Linked DNA regions of Sus scrofa: region 2 is linked to region 1. A link is a contact called in public HiChIP or PLAC-seq data. All regions are on one chromosome and are shown on one strand. The core of a region is the stretch at or near the end of the contact, and the rest is flanking DNA. Distances in the headings are between cores, read along the strand shown.

Region 1 (3,340 bases), core at 374-2,873:
GCAGCATTACTCACAATTGTCAAGATATGGAAGCAACCGAAGTGTCCATTAACAGATGAGTGGATAGAGATGTGGTACATATATAAAATGGAATATTACTCAGCTATAAAAAGAAAAATTTTGCCATTTGCAGCAACATGGATGGACTTGGAGGGCATTATGCTAAGTGAAATAAGCCAAATGGAGAAAGACAAATACTGTGTGATATCACTTATATGTGGAATCTAAAAGTACAACAAACTAATGGATATAACGAAAAAGCAGACTCACAGATGTAGAGAACAAACTAGTGGGAGGAGGGACAACATGGGGTAGAGGAGTGGGAGGTACAACCTATGAGGTGTAAGACAGGCTACAAGGATGTAGTGTGCAACACAGGGAATATGGCCAATATTTTGTTATAACTAAATGTGGTATAACCTTTAAAACTTGTATTACACAGTAAAAAAATTGGTATCTACAAGAGAAAAATTCACAGGTAGTAGCCTTATGTTTCTAATTTTTTGTTGCAAATAACAAACTCTTTCCTATATGGCAAAGTTAACTTTCATTTAGCATTTCCTTCTCTGCCCCTTAGCTCATAACCCAAGACAATCCTTCAACAGTGCAAAGAGTCTTTAGGAAAGATTCATAGTAGTGTCAAAGAATAACTCAAAAGTCACAAAATTGTAGCACACCGTTTCCTTGTTCATAAAGAGGTAAAACAGTAGATTGATTTCACCTCACAAAGGTGAAAACAGGATTTATTGAAAGAGGAAAGAAGGGAGAGAAAGATAATTATAGTCTTGGGAAGAGAGACTTGTTCGCACATCTAAAAAAATGAGATAACTGACTAGCTGGCAGCAGTCAATCTGGACAGTGTAGTTGAGAAGACTGACTAAGGGTACAAAAAATATCTTGTTTATGAAATCTTTGGAAAATCTTTGTGAGCTAGATAAACTATGAAGCTGCATGACAGGCTGTTTCTCTGTAATGCCTGCCTGTGTCTTTCCATCAGTACCTTGTTCTGGGCTGGACCAGTTCTGCACTACTGCCCCCACTAGAAGTCTCAATATAACTGCTGATTTTCTTGAAACCCATTTCCCCTAAATCCTTACTTCTCACTGGACTCTCTTCTGAGTTCTTATTTGAAAGTGATCATAATCTGGGGTGCTTTGTAGTGGAGTCTCTATTACAAAGAGTTATAATCATTTTTCTAATATGAATTTAAGATGTTAAAAATAGGCAAAATTTAAGTTTTCCTTCTTTCTTGCATTTTCCTAAGCATTAACACCAGTATTTTCACACTTCAACGAACAAAACAGATAGTAGTGACATCACTATCAAATGAATCATGTGAACTAACCTGAATAAACATTTTTTTCTTAAATAAATACATTAGCATTAATATTTTAAATGTTATTTAAAATATTTTAATTGAGAGAACAGCTTCAGTGCTTGTAAACAGTTGATTATGGTTTCTGCCCTGCAGTGAATTATCACAGAAGAACATCTTGGCAAATATTTGCTGGCTTCATGCCCACCATCATTATGAAGCAGGAACTCTCTTCAGTTTAAGATGATAACCTGAAGACAAGCAATATAAAGTATGTTTACTTTTAGAAATCAAAATCCCCCGAGATTAAGTTTCTTCGAAGTAATGCTTAAAGGCTGCATTCGTCCCCCTGCACATTGGTGGGTCACCTCTAAAAAAGGAAAATACATTTTGCTACTTAAATTAAAGGTGAAGAGTAAAAATTGCCCAATTGCTTCGTAGGTGTTTGCCAAAGTACATAAACTTTAAGATCTCAACGCAAATTGAAATAATCTTTTATTATGTCTTGTTAGGAGGAAAGACAGTTCCCTTTTCACTGCTCCTAATTTTTAAAAATCATCACAACACAGCAAAAGTCAAAATCTGCTCATCTCAATTCCTTAGTAATAGCAATGAATCCGTATGTTAAAGAAGGCCTGTGAATTGCCGAATACACTATGCAAGAGAAGCCCCTGTGAACTGACCTGAAAAGACTAAAGTTAACCTTTCTTAGGTCTTCGGTATTTTAAAAGACAATAGCTTAGATGCTAGACATTAATTCAGAGCCTTAGAAATCCACAGTAACACAGTTCTCACTTGCTTGAGTTTGGTCTGCATCCTTTTATGTAAGTCAGATCTTTTACAGACTGATGAAATGCGTAATATTTTTTAACAGACAAAGGAATACCCTTGACAGTGCAGCATAATAAGAAGGCGCAGCGAATTGTCGCGCGATGTTAAAACGCTACAGCCCTGACGTCGCAGGTTGCCATAGCAGCATCCCTCAGAGTGGAAAAGAGGGGTGGTGCGAGGGGCGGAGCGGGGCTTCTGCGGAGGACAACGGACGGTCTCCTGCAGCAGGTCTGACTTCTACCAAAATGAGCGGCCTGGATGAGGGCGACAATCTCCCTGTCGCTCAAACCTGCGGCCCCGCTACTCCCGACCATGCCCCGGGACATCCGAACCCAAAGCAGTGTCAGGGCGAGGAAAGCGAGGCGACCCTGGTGATGGCGGACTCAGGTGAGAGCGGCTTGCAGAGCGCTGCAGAGGGAGGTGAACCCCGGGACCCCGCGGGCTGTGGCCTTGCGCTCCGCGTTCGAGTTGCTGGGAATCGCGGCCGTGTAGCGACCAAAGCCGGCCAGAAAGAGGCTCCGGCTTCTACGGAGGGTCTGGAAGCAGCCTCTGCCTCCGCCTCCATAGCAGCTGACAGTAGCCAGGAAAATGGCTGTCAGCGTAGAGAGCTGCGCATCCCTGCTGTGGAGAAGGCTCTAGAAGCCTGTGGCGCAGGGCGTTTGGGGTCTCAGATGATACCTGGGGCCAAGGCCAAGGAAATGATGATGAAAAAGGGCACTGTTTCAACGGCGGCTGAAAAGGAGGGAGTAGCAGAGGAGGTGGTAGAGGAAAAGAAGGTGATGCTGAAGGATAAAAAAGTGGTAGGAGGAGCGAAAGAGGAGACCCGGGCCAGGGCCCCGAAGATCAATAACTGCATGGATTCGTTGGAGGCCATCGATCAGGAGCTGTCAAATGTAAATGCCCAGGCTGACAGGGCCTTCCTTCAGCTGGAGCGCAAGTTTGGCCGTATGCGAAGGCTCCATATGCAGCGCAGAAGTTTCATTATCCAGAATATCCCAGGTTTCTGGGTCACTGCGTTTCGCAACCACCCCCAGCTGTCACCTATGATCAGTGGCCAAGATGAAGACATGATGAGGTACATGATCAATTTGGAAGTGGAGGAGCTTAAACACCCCAGAGCAGGCTGCAAGTTCAAGTTCATCTTTCAGAGCAACCCCTACTTCCGAAATGAGGGGCTCGTCAAAGAATATGAGC
Region 2 (3,340 bases), core at 609-3,108, 230 kb before region 1:
TCTGGGTATGAAAAACACCCTGAGATTTCCCCCAAATGAGGGAAAGTAATTGGCAAAGATCTTGTTCTTCCTGTCTAAGAAATTAGTAGCAGTAATTTATGAGTCTTATTTACCCATGAACACTCCGCGCAGTTCCTTCACCTCACTGATGCCGGTATTTGTTTTTCTCTGTTTCAGAGGCTAGAATTCCTGTAGAGAATAGTGTAGTGTGCTCCATTTAGCATGCTAAATATAAGGAACTGAAGTAGAGAATTGTCATTGTTCTGTATTTCACAGATAATAAGTAAGCAAATCTTTCCCCCCCAAAAAATGTTTCCCCTAGGAAGCAGTCCAAGTGAAACCACATTGTTAGTTTAACGTATTTTAGACGATTAGCAAGAGAGGGGCAGACATTTCTCAAAACAGTAAACTCAGAAGGATGCTTTGGTGGAAGAGAGATAACCACATTTTCCAAAGAAAAATTCAACACTAGATGGTGTTAGGTTTTTCTTTTGAATTTCTTACAAAGGAACCAATCATAAAAGTTCTGGTCCTCTAATCCTATGGGGCTTTTGCTTTTGTTTTTCTCAATCTCTTGCAGTCTTTTCTCTTGGCATTCTGTGGTTTTTTCCAGAGAATGTTACCAGAGATGACCTGACTTTTTTTAGGTGAATAGGAAAACTGCCAGGTGAAACTAATTTGAACCAGGCCATTCAAGTCAGAGACATCAGTATATTTTAGAGTATTTCTCTCTTAAAAACAGTTTTGTTCCTTATGCTTCTGTATTTTACTTTCCTCTTTTCTTTTTTTCTGATTACATTTGGCTTCCTTCATTTTCTAAACAAGGTACTTTTTTAAAGAAACACTTTGCCCCAAAGTCACCGTATTTCACAATTCTGCGTGAAAGCCTAAATGGAGTGTGCCCAAGTACGGTACATGACACTCAGATTGCGTCGATATAAGCCTGTGCTCAAAATGGGGAGGCTTTTGTCTGCCCTTTGAGCGTTTTTCTTTTACTAGGATGAACATTTAAATCTCAGCTTTAAAGTTGCCTCACCTCACACACCACCAAACCCGCCCCCCACCCCCATCCCTCCAGGCTCACAGACGCACATCCCTTTCTTTTACACACTCCTTACTTAAAGGGATAGACGAAGAGATGCAGCCTGAATGGCATAAAATAGAGAGAGCATTTTTATTGCAGGCAACGCCTGCCCTTTATTAAATCTCTCACTGAGAGGGAGGGCTGGTTAGCACTGCGATGATCCCCTCAGAAGGTAACTGCTTGCTGCTTTCACCGCTCCAGGACTGGGAGCACAGCACTGCGCCGCCTAGTGATGGGCATCACCTGATGCTAATATGCCCTGGCTCCGCCTTCCTCCTTCAGCTCTCCTACCAATGGAGGCCACCCTCTCCACTCAGCTCCAATCTGTCCACCTCAGACAACTCAGTGACAACCTGCCAGGGATCTTGACGCTGCAGGGTGGGAAAGGAGGGGATCCAGGATGAGTACCACGAATGTCCCCTCCATCAGACAGCTAACTGATGCTGGTGCTTACAACAGAGGCGGGTAGTTACAAAGACACCCCCCCCATTCTAAAATATTTAGGTATCTTGCCAATGTTTTATACTAGAATAAGTTATAAAGAGATGTTTGAGGATTTAGCTATTCTGGTAGAGGCCTCCCACCCTCAAGCAGAGGACTTAAATGGGAAATGGACGTCCTGGAATGGGGAAGCCAGGCATTCCTTCCCTGTGACTTCCGCAAGGAACTGAAGGGGTGAGGAGAAGTCAAACCCCGAGCTTCGTCTTTGATCAGAAGAGTCTGGGCAGACCTGGAGGGTCGTTTTCACAACAGATGGTGTGGCAGCTGGAGACCAGGTCCTAGGGCTTCTGAGTGCAGAGCAGGCAGGGGCGGGGCCAGGGCTAAAGCGCCGGGAGCCTCAGCCTCGGAAGCTAATCAGATTACAGATGAATAGGCTTAGATAGAACTTTTTTTTTTTTTTTTTTTTTTTTTTTTTTTGTCTTTTTGTCTTTTTAGGGCCGCCCCGTGCACACGGAAGTTGCCAGGGGTCAAATCAGAGCTACAGTTGCCAGCCTACACCACAGCCACAGCCACGTAGGATCCGAACCGCATTTGCAAACTACAACGCATCTCAGGGCAAGGCTTAACCACTGAGCGAGGCCGGAAATCAAACCCGCATCCTCATAAATACTAATCATGTTCATTACTGCTGAGACAGGTTGGGAACTCCCAAGAACATTTAACTTTGCTGTTAATTACTACTTTTCAAATGCTAACTCACAATTCAGTGGTAGGGGCCAACCGAATTTCTTTACTTATTCCACATTTCCCAACAAACGATGTTAAAATCAGTGGGAGCCCTAGATAAACACGGATGGAATTCCACAGACGTCACAGCACACATCACACAGCATTCCAGAGAAGGCTGGCCTCACAGTTAGCTGAATGTCAGGCCATTTTCCTCTTTAGTAACATTTTTGAGCAGGGAAGATGGGAGTGGAAAAAATTAAAAAGAAAGAAAATCCCTTTGTAGTCATGAAAGTCTCAGTATTTTTTAAATAAGGATCAACAGCAAAAGGAACACATAAAATCTTTTGAAAATACTTACCATTTGGTCCAGAAATATGGCAACTGAATTATTAGAAATAAGAAACTGGTTGAAACAAACAGATCCATTTAGGCTTAATTCCCCCCTCTGAGCAGGCAAGAACTGCCTTATATAAACACCCACACACTGGATCTGTTCCCCTTTGTACCCCTGGGAGGGGTGAAAGAAGAAAAGCACGTAGGATGTTTTCTTTTGTGGAAAAGCTTGTGTGCATAACCACAAGGCCTGTGGATTCTGCAGACTGATGAGGTCTAACCCAAAAGACTGCATCCATTACCTGTGACAGATTTCCATTATGAAGGCAAGGCACCTGCAGGAAAATGACCCGTAAACTTTTATAACAACTGCGTTATTGTAACATTCCTTTTTTTTTAGTCAGAGAGAAGTATCTCTTAAGGCTCAATGCTCAGTAAATTCTGCAAGTTATCTCTTCTTACTTAGGAATGTCCATCTTCCACTCCCAGTTCATGATCGAGCCTTATGGGAAAACCGGCTTTCTCTAGGCATCTTGTCTCCATGGCACTGTTACCAAAGATATTCTGGGGGCAGTGTTCAGTCTTCCAGATACCTCCACACATAGAAGTCTAGGCTGTCCTAACTTTCCATTGGAGATTTTTGGTTTTATGTCTATTGCATAACTTACTTGGATGAAACTTGTGGAAGACGGACTTAGGAAACAAACCTAAGTGTGTGGATTGAAAATAGCAACAGCATTTCAATAATGGAAC

What was found. HiChIP or PLAC-seq counts read pairs in DNA pulled down with a chosen protein or histone mark.
Region 2: an H3K27ac HiChIP or PLAC-seq map of alveolar macrophages shows a contact between it and region 1. The contact joins the enhancer-like site here to the promoter of TSPYL4 in region 1. A contact is called at or near these places in 3 of 5 promoter capture datasets (fetal skeletal muscle, liver and skeletal muscle), 7 of 47 Hi-C or Micro-C datasets (embryonic fibroblasts, liver, omental adipose tissue and 2 more) and 2 of 2 datasets of contacts at active chromatin or transcription factors (alveolar macrophages and skeletal muscle).

Annotation. Positions count from the first base shown.
Region 1 is chr1:81,891,926-81,895,265 of Sscrofa11.1, reverse strand. It overlaps TSPYL4 (testis-specific Y-encoded-like protein 4), which reads left to right and starts at 1,623. Exons shown (of 2, transcript XM_005659397.3): 1 at 1,623-3,340. The coding sequence starts at 2,248.
Region 2 is chr1:82,123,134-82,126,473 of Sscrofa11.1, reverse strand. All of the region lies in intron 3 of TRAPPC3L (trafficking protein particle complex subunit 3-like protein), which reads left to right. The region is part of intron 1 of FAM26D (protein FAM26D); the gene reads right to left. Among named protein-coding and RNA genes, the nearest start is that of FAM26D, 15 kb to the right of the region's middle. Within about 2 kb of position 1,858, at least 37 of the 83 cell types and tissues checked have an H3K27ac peak or open chromatin away from gene starts, as enhancers often do. A contact at or near this core is called in alveolar macrophages, fetal skeletal muscle, liver and 3 more, where this site is marked.